2 separate regions of the Mus musculus genome follow, and region 2 is linked to region 1. The links are chromatin contacts, called in public HiChIP or PLAC-seq maps. All regions are on one chromosome and are shown on one strand. Each heading gives the region's core, a stretch centred on a gene start, on an enhancer-like site or on the middle of the called end of the contact. The rest is flanking DNA. Distances are from core to core; before and after follow the strand shown.

What was found. HiChIP or PLAC-seq counts read pairs in DNA pulled down with a chosen protein or histone mark.
Region 2: a contact with region 1 is called in an H3K4me3 HiChIP or PLAC-seq map of bone marrow-derived macrophages, with 7 times the contacts expected there. The contact joins two enhancer-like sites. A contact is called at or near these places in 1 of 115 datasets of contacts at active chromatin or transcription factors (bone marrow-derived macrophages) and 1 of 9 other capture datasets (adipose tissue).

What each region holds. Positions count from the first base shown.
Region 1 is chr16:93,200,202-93,206,098 of GRCm38.p6, forward strand. No RefSeq gene overlaps it. Among named protein-coding and RNA genes, the nearest start is that of Gm30530, 9.4 kb to the left of the region's middle. Within about 2 kb of position 4,495, at least 4 of the 459 cell types and tissues checked have an H3K27ac peak or open chromatin away from gene starts, as enhancers often do. A contact at or near this core is called in bone marrow-derived macrophages, where this site is marked.
Region 2 is chr16:93,581,994-93,587,861 of GRCm38.p6, forward strand. Setd4 (SET domain containing 4) reads right to left here. Exons shown (of 12, transcript NM_145482.3): 9 at 5,826-5,868; 10 at 4,244-4,324; 11 at 3,186-3,309; 12 at 1,467-1,691. The coding sequence ends at 1,557. Among named protein-coding and RNA genes, the nearest start is that of Setd4, 19 kb to the right of the region's middle. Within about 2 kb of position 4,583, at least 118 of the 459 cell types and tissues checked have an H3K27ac peak or open chromatin away from gene starts, as enhancers often do. A contact at or near this core is called in bone marrow-derived macrophages, where this site is marked.

The sequences.
Region 1 (5,897 bases), core at 3,245-5,744:
AAGGCCAGGTCCTGTGCACCCAGCTGTCTCCTGTAAGCTGCATTTTATAATACATTGATGGAGGTGTCTGTGTTCACTCCCCCAAATATCATGCTTTTCTCCCCTGTATCCATGTCTGATCAGCGCCTTGCTCTTAGCAGATGCTCAGTAAAGGTTGATAGATGCATCAGTCATTGGTTAAGTGCCAGTGGTAGCGTAGATCCCATGAGACTCAGAAGATTCTGGTCAATTCACATCAGGTTCTCTGGACTTACTACTGAACACATAAGATATAAATTAAAGGCTGCTACCTCTTACTAAGATGGTGACACCTAAGTCAACGAAGTGTACAAGGAGCCCACCACCTAGCACTTGGTATGTGGCATTATTATGAATGTGTATCGGGAAAGTTTGACTTGAGACAGGGTCTCAGAAGCCCAGGCTGACCTGAAACTTTCCAGATAGCCAAGGATAACCCTTAATTTCTGATACTGCTTCCACTTCTATTGTCCTGGATATACAGATACGTAGAACCATGCCTGTTTTATTAGTAGTGGGGAGTGAGACTGAAACATAACGAATGTCAGGCAAATATTCTGTCAACTAAGCTGTAGCCATTAGCTCTGGGTTTTTTGTTTGCTTGTTTGTTTGTTTGCTGCTTTTTTTCAATTTTTGTTAGAAGATTTAAATTTATGTGATGATAACTAATAAAGGGTAAAAGACATCCGGATGAAAACATGAATGAAACTCAATGGCGATAGTGAAATGCGCAGAGACTCGGCTAATCAAGGCAAAACATCTCAGTGGCTTTGTCACCAGAAGAGGGAACACATCTAATGTAGAGAGGACACTTTGAAGTGATTCCTAAAAAAAAAAAAATCAAAATTTAACATTTTCATAAATCACCTCATAAATTGCTACTTATGTTTATTTCATTTACTATATTTGGGGCTCTGTGGGGCAGGGTACTATGTAGCTCAGACCAGACTGGATGTAGCTAAGGATGGCCTTGAACTCTTGATCCTCCTGAGTCCATATCATGAATGCTGGGGTTACAGGCATGAGCTACTATGCCTGGCTCCTTTTCTTTATTTCTGTAAATAACTTCCCCCGCTGGACTATAGATATTAACATTATTAATGAATAGGCACTGACCATGCATGGTATTAACATTCTTAATGAATATGCATGTTATTTGACCTTGCAATTCGATTTCTGGGAAATTATATTAAGGAAATAAGTGAAGTTCAACACCATGGTTATCACTAAGCAGAAATGCTCATGTTGCTATAATGCTAAAGAAGGAAAACTGCTTAAACTGCCTAGGGAATGACATCAGTGAACTAAAGTTTACTGCATCTGCAAGAAGAGGTATGGGGAGCTGCCACACACATGCTTCTGGACCAAATACTTTAACAGCATTCCATAAAGGAGGGTCAGAAGTTCAAGGTCACCCTCGGTGACACAGTGAGCTTAAGGCCAGAACAGGCTACTGAATTCCTACCTTAATAGTCCTTAGTCGTCCAAAAAGCCTTGCCTGCCAAATCATCCTTCACACATATGGAGCTGAAAAGTGATACACGTGTGTGCATATACAAACACACACATGTCGACAGAGTCGCTTGGGCATTAAGTGACTGTTCCTTTCTCCATATGTTGTCTGCGTCTTTGAATTTTGATTTACATATGCTCTGAGACACAGTCTCGCGCAGACCAGACGCCCCTCAAGCTTGTTAGACCACTGAGGCTGACAGTGAACTTCTGATCCTCCTGACTCCACATCTGGGATTCTGAGCATGGGCTATCTAGAACATTCAGTATGTGATACTGGGATGGAATTCGGAGCTTCCACTCCAGGCAAGCACCCTACCCACTGAGCCACATCCCAGCCTCTTATACTTTGAACATGTGGTTTTTTTTTTTCTTTTCTTTTTTTCTGCTAAGCATTAAATATTACGTTACTCATATCTTCATTCATTTTTTTTTTCAGTTCAAGTCCTTAACACACCTCTACTGGGATTTCAGACTCTACCCATCTCCCTTCTATCTCTCCAACTGTCCAATATTCTTCCTTGGCTTGTGGATAAAACAAGCTCAGAAAAACAAAACCAACACAGAGGAAATCAAGACAAAACTTGTGACAAGAAGCACTCTGAGACTGCTTTAAAAGTCTCACTACAGAAATGTGTGCAGCCAATACTGTGCCCAAGCCAGAATTCCAAGTATGTTGAAAGCAAGCCATTGTTCTGGGTGGCACTGTCATAGCACAGCGATTGACCATCATGAAAATGGAAGAACCCAGATTAAGGTCACAAGAATGTCCAGAAATGGACAATTCCTAGAATTGCTATTGAGTTCAGGAGGACACCATAGCACGTAGACAGACAGTGAGACAGGAAATTACCCTGTCTACCAAGAATATATTGATGATAGTTATCAAGCCAAATTGATTATTAAAGCCTGAGTCAAAAGTAAGAATGCAGGAGTCACTAGAATTTTGTCAGTCTAGGCAAAGCCTACACATAATATTTTGGGTGTGCCCAATGCTCAAATAACAAGCAGTTTGTGCCAGAGCACAGAAAATCCCAGTCTCTGGTGTGAAAGTGTGTTGACTGGCAACAGGCCTGGGAAGGAGGAGTGTGGTGCTGTCTCCTTGGCAAGGAACCATAGATAGGAAGCTCTCTGCAGAAATGGAGGCTTAATCCAATGCAACATGTTGAATAAAGCATATATATATATGTATATATATATACACACACACACACACATACACACACACACATACACATACATATATCAAATAGAATGACTAGACCAAAGGCAACTCAGGAACTCTCCCAGGAACCAGAGTTCTTGCATCTTATACTGGGCCATAGTTAATGCACAGTGATCTGATGGGGACACCAGATGTTCCCACTGGCCATAATGTAGTTCTGATGTAAGAACTGAGGCTTCCTGATCATGGTGAGCCCGCCGCGCACCATCAAACATCAGAGTCAATCATTGTAGTTATTTACCTTCCCCTCCTTCAGAGATGCGGCAGTCTTTTCTCAACCCGTAGCAGAAGCAAGAACCATTGGACACGCAAGTCAAAACACGACTGGGAGATGTAGACGTCACATGTGCATGCACGTGTGCACAATGGTATGCATGCATCTGTGTGCAGGTGTGTGTGGACATGAGAGGATATCCTCTGGTATCGTTCATCAGGAGCCATCCAGCTAGTTTTGAGATTGGGTCTCCCAGGGGCCAGGAATTCCCCATGTTGTCTAGGCTGTTTGTATCACTGGGATCTTCTGTTCCCCATCTCTCTAACAGTGTCTAACATTCTCACACCCATCTCTCTAACAGTGTCTAACATTGTCACACCCATCTCTCTAACAGTGTGTTGTGAGAGCATGTTCTCACATCCAGCTTTATTTCTTTGTTTACTTGGTTTTTATTTGCATTTTGTTTTGGGGGGTTTGTTGTTGTTGTTTGTTTGTGTTCCGTGATAGTGTTTCCTGGGACTTGCTCTGTAGACCAGGCTGACCTTGAACTCACAGAAATTGGCCTGCCTTTGCCTCCTTAGTGCTGGGATTAAAGACATGCACCACCATGCCCGCTTCACACCCAATTTTTTAAAATATGGGTTCTAGCCGGGCGGTGGTGGCGCACGCTTTTAATCCCAGCACTTGGGAGGCAGAGGCAAGCAGATTTCTGAGTTCAAGGCCAGCCTGGTCTACAAAGTGAGTTCCAGGACAGCCAGGGCTACACAGAGAAACCCTGTCTCGAAAAACCAAAAACCAAAAAAAAAAAAAAACAAAAAACAAAAAAACAAACCAAAACAAACAAATAAACAAAAAAAACCCCAAAAATATGGGTTCTGGAGATCCTTATAAGGAAATTGATTTACCGGGTAAGCTAATTCAACCTTCGGACACTTCGGACTCCACACCATCACCTGGTGACCAATGCCCTATGGTTGCCATGGTGATAAATTGAAGAGAAGCCCTCCCTTTCAAACTCCATCCCAAATATTAATGTTTTCTGTCAAGGTCAAGACAAGGACGTGGCTGGGGTACACAGCAGGCAGGTGGGCACTTGTCCTCACATTCTTCTCAAAGAGCTGAAGGAGTGAATTCTACGCTTGGCCAAGAGCCTCAGGGAGGAGCAACTAAAGACTGAGGAAGAGACAGCAAGGGGACCTTCTCCCCCCAGAATCCAGGCAAGCCATTCCTCTTCCTCCAGGGCATTAGAAGATGAGACAGGGACACATGGGCTGAGCCCCTGAAAGATGCCCTTTTAAGTGCTTTTCCCCCTTGAGAGCAGAGACGGGGAGAGGGAGGAAGACCTAGTGAGTGTGTGGAGGGCGGGGCGGGGCAGTTAGCCTCCAGGAGCCATCTAATAAATGACTGCTTGTCCCTGGGTATCTGAGCGATGTTGGAAAACAAGAGAGAAGGCTAAAGGGCAAACTGAGCCCTCTGCCCCAACTGAGATTTTCACTCTGTACTCTCATAAGGGATAGAGGCTGAGGGGAAGCTCCATTGAAGAACCAAGCCAAGCAGCTCAGGCTGATGATTCATTTCCACATTGCCCCGTTTCTTCTCTTTCCCTTTTTAGTCATAAAATACACATTTTAATTACGCTGAAATTAATAGGGACCATTTCCACTGAGGAGAGATTAAATTATGACTGCTCAGCTTTGTTTTTGTTCCAAACAGAACTAAAATAACATCCTAAATTTCAAGTGGCCTTGAAACAAGCATGCTCAGGGCTCGTCTCGAGATGGAGGTTTCACAAGGGGAGATGACCTTTGAAGGTCAAAAGCCTGATGGGAACAGGTGTTGATGCTTTATCAGATTCATTCATTCATTCATTCATTCATTCATTCACTCGTACATTTCTGTTTGTGGACGCATGTGTGTTTGCTCTAATGTGCAGGTGCATATACCACCCAGGTCACAAAGGTCAGAGGGCAACTTGTTGTGGTCAGTTTCCTCCTTCTAACTGTGGGCTCCAGGGATTGAACTTCAGTCATCGAGCTTGGTTTCAAGCAGCTTTGCAAGGTGAGCCAACTTGTTGGCCCCAAAGCCCGTATTTTAAAAGGAACAAAGCAAAACACAAAACACAAAACTTTACAGCTTTCCACATAAGATATAGAGCTGAGTAAGCTGAGAATACATTGAGGTTCTTAAATGAGTCTGCAAGGGATTGGTTGGAAGGCATTTAACAATGGTGATTAGACAAATGTGGGGAACTGAGGCTCCTTTTGTACACACACACAAACATACTTACACACATGCATACATGCACACACATGCACACACACATGCACATACCTGTATGCACACACACATATATACATGCACACACACACACACACACACACACACACACACACACACAAATGGCAGCTCAGCTTAGACCTAAATCACTCTAAGAGCAAATTTTCACAAGGAATGTTCCCGAGGTTTTACAGCTCCCTCACAGTGTGGCAAAACTGGCTTCATGCTGGTGCTAGCTTCAAGTCTTCCTTAGAGAAAGCAGATGACAAAAAGCACAAAAAAATCAAGTAGAAAATACTTTTTCTATTTACTATTACTATCCTATTACTGCCGGAGCTCAGCAGAGGAGGGAGGGGGTTGTCTCTTGCTAAGTTACCGTGCTGTGTTGTTGATTAAGACAGGATGTATATGCCCGCATCTGCTGCACTTTCCATATCCAAGGGGTCCTGAGAGGGCACTGCTTCCTGGGCTGGCTCTAGTGGCAGCCAGCACACAGCATTAGAGGCAGCAGTGGGTAGCAGGGTCCTTTAGGGCAGCTGCCATCATTACTGGATGAAATGGGCCCTAATTGGGCTATTGATTTTTCCCTCTTTAATGGATTGCTCTCTCCCAACAAATTCCAAGTTGAGACTTTACCCATGCCACATCCAC
Region 2 (5,868 bases), core at 3,333-5,832, 380 kb after region 1:
TGACCATGTTTTGGGGAGGACTGTGGAAGGACTTTGGAACTTTGGGCTTGAAGATCCACCCGTTGTTAAAAGCTCTGTCAGATGTTGTGTAGGAGCTTGGAAGATAATGTTGAGAACACTGCAGAAGATGGAGGTCTGGTTTGTGAAATTTCAGAGGGAAAATTAAAGACTCTTTTCAGGGCCATTGCTGTTTTGATTGTGAAGATTCTGTAGTTCTGGTTAGCTGGGGCTGAAGAATCAGCTGTGATTAACAAGATACCAGAACTACTAAAGCAAAAACTTTGCATTACTGGGACTATTGATGCTGGTTAGCTGGAGTTAAGAAATTAGCAGTGATTAAGAAGAGACCAGCATCATTGAGGTGACATCTTCTGGGAAGTGTTTTCTGAGAGCACAGTGGCTGTGTTCCAGATATAGCCAAAGTTGTACCTTGTGCTGTGGCTGGACTTGGTAATGTATAAGGGTCACCCAGGTGGTACTGGTTTTGAAGGCATGAAGGAGTTGAGCAGAGCAGCTGAGGCTTGGCACTGTGAGAGGCCATGGAAGGCCATTGGTGAAAGTCCAGCCTCAGTTGCAATTGATGGCCCAGGACTGAAGGGGTCATGCAGTGTTTTGGAGATGCCAGTACCATGAGATGACCACCAAGAGCAGCAGCAGCAGTGGAGTACAGGCATCTGGAGCCTAGAGGATGACGCGTGTGCTACAAAGGGCATGGCTGGAGAAGTGACCCAAGCCCTTGGAGGAGCCCAGAAGATTGTAAGTTGGATCCCAGACATTGGACGGTTGGAGATTGACTTTTGCTTTTGATTGTGGCTGTGCCCTGATATTTTCCCTCTCGAAGGAAGAAACTGTTTTAGTGGAGCCCACAGTTAAGAGACTTTTAATTGTAAAAAGACTTTGGATTTTAAAAGAGATGGCTATTTTAAAGAAATTGAAATTTTAAGAATATGTAAAGACTGTGGGACTTTTAAAGTTATTTAAATCTTGGGGATGAATAAGAATGTAAGGGTTGAGGCTTACTAGTGATTTGTTTGTGTGTCAAGTTGACAAGGGGTCAATTGTACTGGCTAATTTTGTGTCAACTTGACACAGCTGGGGTTATCACAGAGAAAGGAGCTTCAGTTGAGGAAATGCCTCCATGAGATCCAACTGTAAGGCATTTTCTCAATTAGTGATCAAGGGAGAAAGGCCCCTTGTGGGTGGGACCATCTCTGGACTGGTAGTCTTGGGTTCTATAAGAGAGCAGGCTGAGCAAGCCAGGTGAGGCAAGCCAGTAAAGAACATCCCTCCATGGCCTCTGCATCAGCTCCTGCTTTCTGACCTGCTTGAGTTCCAGTCCTGCATCCTTTGGTGATCAACAGCAGTATGGAAATGTAAGCTGAATAAACCCTTTCCTCCCCAACTTGTTTCTTGGTCATGATGTTTGTGCAGGAATAGAAACCCCGACTAAGACAGTCTGCAAATGATTTCATATAAAAGTCTGTTTATTCCAACCTCAGTAAAGACGCAGCCGCTGGTACATCCTCCATAGGAGGGAACCACGTGACCCCGGGAGGTCAGGAAAAGGGGGCTAGCAAGCCACTCAGGATCTCAGCAGAAGCCTGGAGAATCCTAAGCTCTTCCATCCTCAAGGCTTCCACCAAGGAGAGCTGGCTTCTCAGTGACACTGTCCCTTCCTTCATGTCAGAAACCTGAAAGTTATTTTTAAATTTTTATTATAATAGAAATGTACGAGAAAATTTACCATGTAAACTGCTTAGAGTCCCCACCCCCTCCCCCACATGGGGTAACCACAGCTACAACTCACTCCAGGTTACTCGTTCAGTCCAAACAGAAACACTCTAAGGATGAACGTGTAGGGAATCACTGCTCTGGGGAATCCCTGTGTGGACAGCACCCGTCCTCCCCTGTGTGGACAGCACCTGTCCTTTTGTATTTTTATTTTCACTTAGCATAAAAGTGCACTAAAATTTTTAATTTTAACAATCACATTTCTTATAAATTATTTCTTATTAAAAGAAAAAAAATTGCTGGGCGGTGGTGGCGCATGCCTTTAATCCAGCACTCAGGAGGCAGAGGCAGGCGGATTTCTGAGTTCAAGTCCAGCAAGCCTGGTCTACAGAGTGAGTTCCAGGACAGCCAGGGCTACACAGAGAAACCTTGTCTTGAAAAAATAAAATAAAATAAATAAAATTAAAACACACACAGAAAGAAATAGTTGAAATGCTATTACTAAGAGACCAGGCAATGATTTCTATCTACTAAAACATGAGGTAAAGCTAAGATTCAACCCAAGTACCCAGTGATGATCAGTGGATAAAAAAATGGGTACAGTCCAAAACAGAACCAAGGGCAAGTGACCGAACTCAGGTGTGGGGCACAAGCCTAGGTATCAGGCCCTGGGTTCCAATCCCAATGTCACAAAAACGGGGCGGGGATCAGGAGACCCTTTGTGTGACATCAGCAACAAGCCAGGAGGACACAAAGTTAAATGAAATAGGCCAGAGCCTCCATGTTCTACTTAGGACTGCAGAAAGAATGGCCGACAGCACGTGAATGGAGGCGAGACTGTGGGGATGTCCGTCAACACACAGAGGGGAGAGAGCTCTCTGGACAGCAACACGTGAGCAGAGTTAGGAACAAGGCACCGTGTTCATCACACAGACGATGAGAGCTCTCAGCACAGAAAGTCAGGTGGACAATGCTGTGCTTGGTGAAGCCACTCCACAGGTGTGTGTGTATCAAGCACCGCTGTGCACTGTACACTACATATAAAACTTGCAGTGGGATGTGCTGGCCCACGCACGCACACGCAGAAGCCAGAGGGGGATGCTGGGCACCAGCTCCTATTGCTGTCTACCTCTATTGCTGTGAGTCAAGGTCTCTCACTTAACCTGGAACTCACCGCTGGACTAGGCCAGCTGGCCAGCGAGCCTCCTTAATTCTCCTGGTTCCACCTACATCCACTGGTTTCTGCCTATCCCCACCCCAGGCCCCGGGAAAACAGGCTGCCATCCCAGCTTGCATGCCGGTCGTCACCATCAGGCCAGCTCCCCAGCCGCATTTACTTAACTTGTAAAATGTAAACCTGTTAACACAGCCACATTTGTTCATCAGGAACTCTCAGGACTTCCCTAATGGCACACATGATAAGCAGCCTCGGGACTGAAACCTTGGGCCCACACCTTGCGCAGCACAGCGTGCGTCTCCTCGATGACGTCAGAGCATATTTTCTGGGCCACGCCCAAGCTTGTCTTCTCGTTTGTATCGGAGATGACTTCGCCAAGGAGCACCTTTTTCCAGGATGTGCTAGAGCAGAAATATTCAATAAAGTCATTTCAGCAGGTCCCCGTTACCGGAGATGGCACTCACTCTGCAAGATGACACACAGCACGCCCATTCTTCCGGAGCACAGTGAAGCTCGGCTCCTAAGCCGTGACATCATTCAGCTCCTGAGTGGGAGCCACCAGCACGGAGGAAGAAAGAGGAGCAGAGTAAATCAAGGGCCAGCTAGTCAGTCGGCTCCCGGCCAGCAGAGACTGGATTCTATTTTCACAGCAGTCCTGGGTCTGGTGGACAAGTCATTGAAGTCACACCCACCAGCTACAGGGGCACAAGGGGCAGAAACACAAAACCGGAAGGCCAGGCTCTGGCAAATGGCCACAAGACTCAGCAGCTGTAGCACTGTGTGCTCCTTTAAGGGAAAGTTTTTCCTAAAAGGTGACAGCCACAAACACAGCTCACTGCCACACGCCCTCCAAATGGAAGGAGTCTGCAGCTAGGCCATCCTCTACACCCAGGTGAGTCAGTCACTCACGGTGCCTTGGCTTGCAGAGGTGAAGGCTCTGGGGTGTGACTGGCAGCCCTAACCCCTTAGAAAGGGTGAGGAGCCTGAGCAAGATGAACGTCTACACTGGGTTCTTCTACCCGGCTCCTTTCACGAAAAAGGCCTTCAGCGGGGCTGGTTAGGACAGTTAGAGGGTTGTGGTTAGAAGCTTGCTTACCACAGGAAAAGCCACCCACTGGCAGATGTGCCCTGAACAGTGACAGCGCTGACAATACTCAGTCACCAGGGGTCACCTGGACAGAGGGGCAAGTTCTCAGAGCCACGCACTCTGGAAGGCTAAGGCCCCTGAAAGCAGCGGGGCACAGTCCACTCCTTCCCTCTAAATCCAAGCCTCCCAAACCCCTCAGCTTCACCAGGAAGTAGGCGCAGCTTGTACGTAATGCAGGGGAGACTTACAAGCGCTCGGCTTCCAGACACAGCAACTTGAGAGCCGTGAGTAGCCTCCAGGACGGCCCATCCCATCCAAACGTCAGATTTCTACAAAAGAGAAGCAGGCAACACCAAATGTGTCGCGTAGAAACGACTCCGTGGCAAGCACCCAAGGAAGCCAGCAGTGGCTTTGAACAAGTACAATGCTAGGTCACCTCCACACAGAGGCGAGAAAATCAGGCTGCGGCTACGACGAATGAAGCTGGGTAACACCAGCCTCTGTGTGGGTCACTCCACACAAACGGAACCTGCTCTGACTGCTCTGGGCTGTGCTGGCTAGTTGATGTCATCTTTACACAAGCTAGAGTCACCGGAAAGAAGAGAACCTCAGCTGAGGAACTGCCTCCCTCAGATCCAGCTGCAGAGCACCTTCTTAATCAGTGAACAATGGCGCAGGGCCCCGCCCACTGTGGGTGGAGTCATCCCTGGGCAGGTGGTCCTGGGCTCTATGAGCAAGCAGGAGGAGCAAGCCAAGAGGAACAAAACAGTAAGTAGCTGTCTTAGTCAGGACTTCTATTCCTGCACTAACATCATGACCAAGAAGCAAGATGGGGAGGAAAGGGTTTATTCGGCTTACACTTCCACATTGCTGTTCATCACCAAGGAAGTCAGGACTGGAACTCAAGCAGGTCAGGAAGCAGGAGCTGATGCAGAGGCCATGGAGGGATGTTCATTACTGGCTTGCTTCCCCTGGCTTGCTCAGCCTGCTCTCTTATAGAACCCAAGACTACCAGCCCAAGGATGGCACCACCCACAAGGGGCCTTTCCCCCTTGATCACTAATTGAGAAAATGCTTTACAGTTGTATCTCATGGAGGCATTTCCCCAACTGAAGCTCCTTTCTCTGTGATAACTCCAGCTGTGTCAAGTTGACACACAAAACCAGCAGTGCAGCAGCACCCCTCCATGGCCTCTGCATCAGCTCCTGCCTCCAGGCTTCTGCCGTGCTTGAGTTCCTGTGATGTGGAAGTGTGAGCCAAATGAACCCTTTCCTCCCAGACTTGCTTTTGGTCATGGTGTTTTATCACAGCACTAGTAACCCTAACTAAGACAAGGCTAAAAGCCATTTCCAATCAATTTCAGCCAGACACTGAACTTGGTCACGGGACCACAGCAAGCGGCCTGGTAACTACATCACACGTTTACAGTGAGATGAACACAGAGACCCTGGTCATCCCGGAGAGCAAACAGCCACTGTCGCTGTGTACCCAAAAAACCTGATTTTATCCAGAAAAGAAGACGTGAAAGAGCTGGGGATCCGGTGTAGGTCACCGTCCCTGATGTTCTGCTAGGGACCAGCATGGCCTGTGACAGCGCAGCTCCACCCCACCTGACCCGGGCCTGGGTCACGGACAGGACTGTTTCAAGCTTGACTCTCACCCCTTGAGTGCCTAGGACAACAAGCCCAACTTGCTACAGTCTAAGAGCTTAATAAACACCCACCTGACAGCCAACACAGAGACAGGAGGGTCACACTTACAGAAACCAGAGCCAGGAGTATTCCCATGGGAACTCCCTGAAGGGATAATTTCCAGACAGAAAAGCCTTACCCTGTAAAGCCATGATCCTTCAAAATGGTTATCTTCCTGTGGA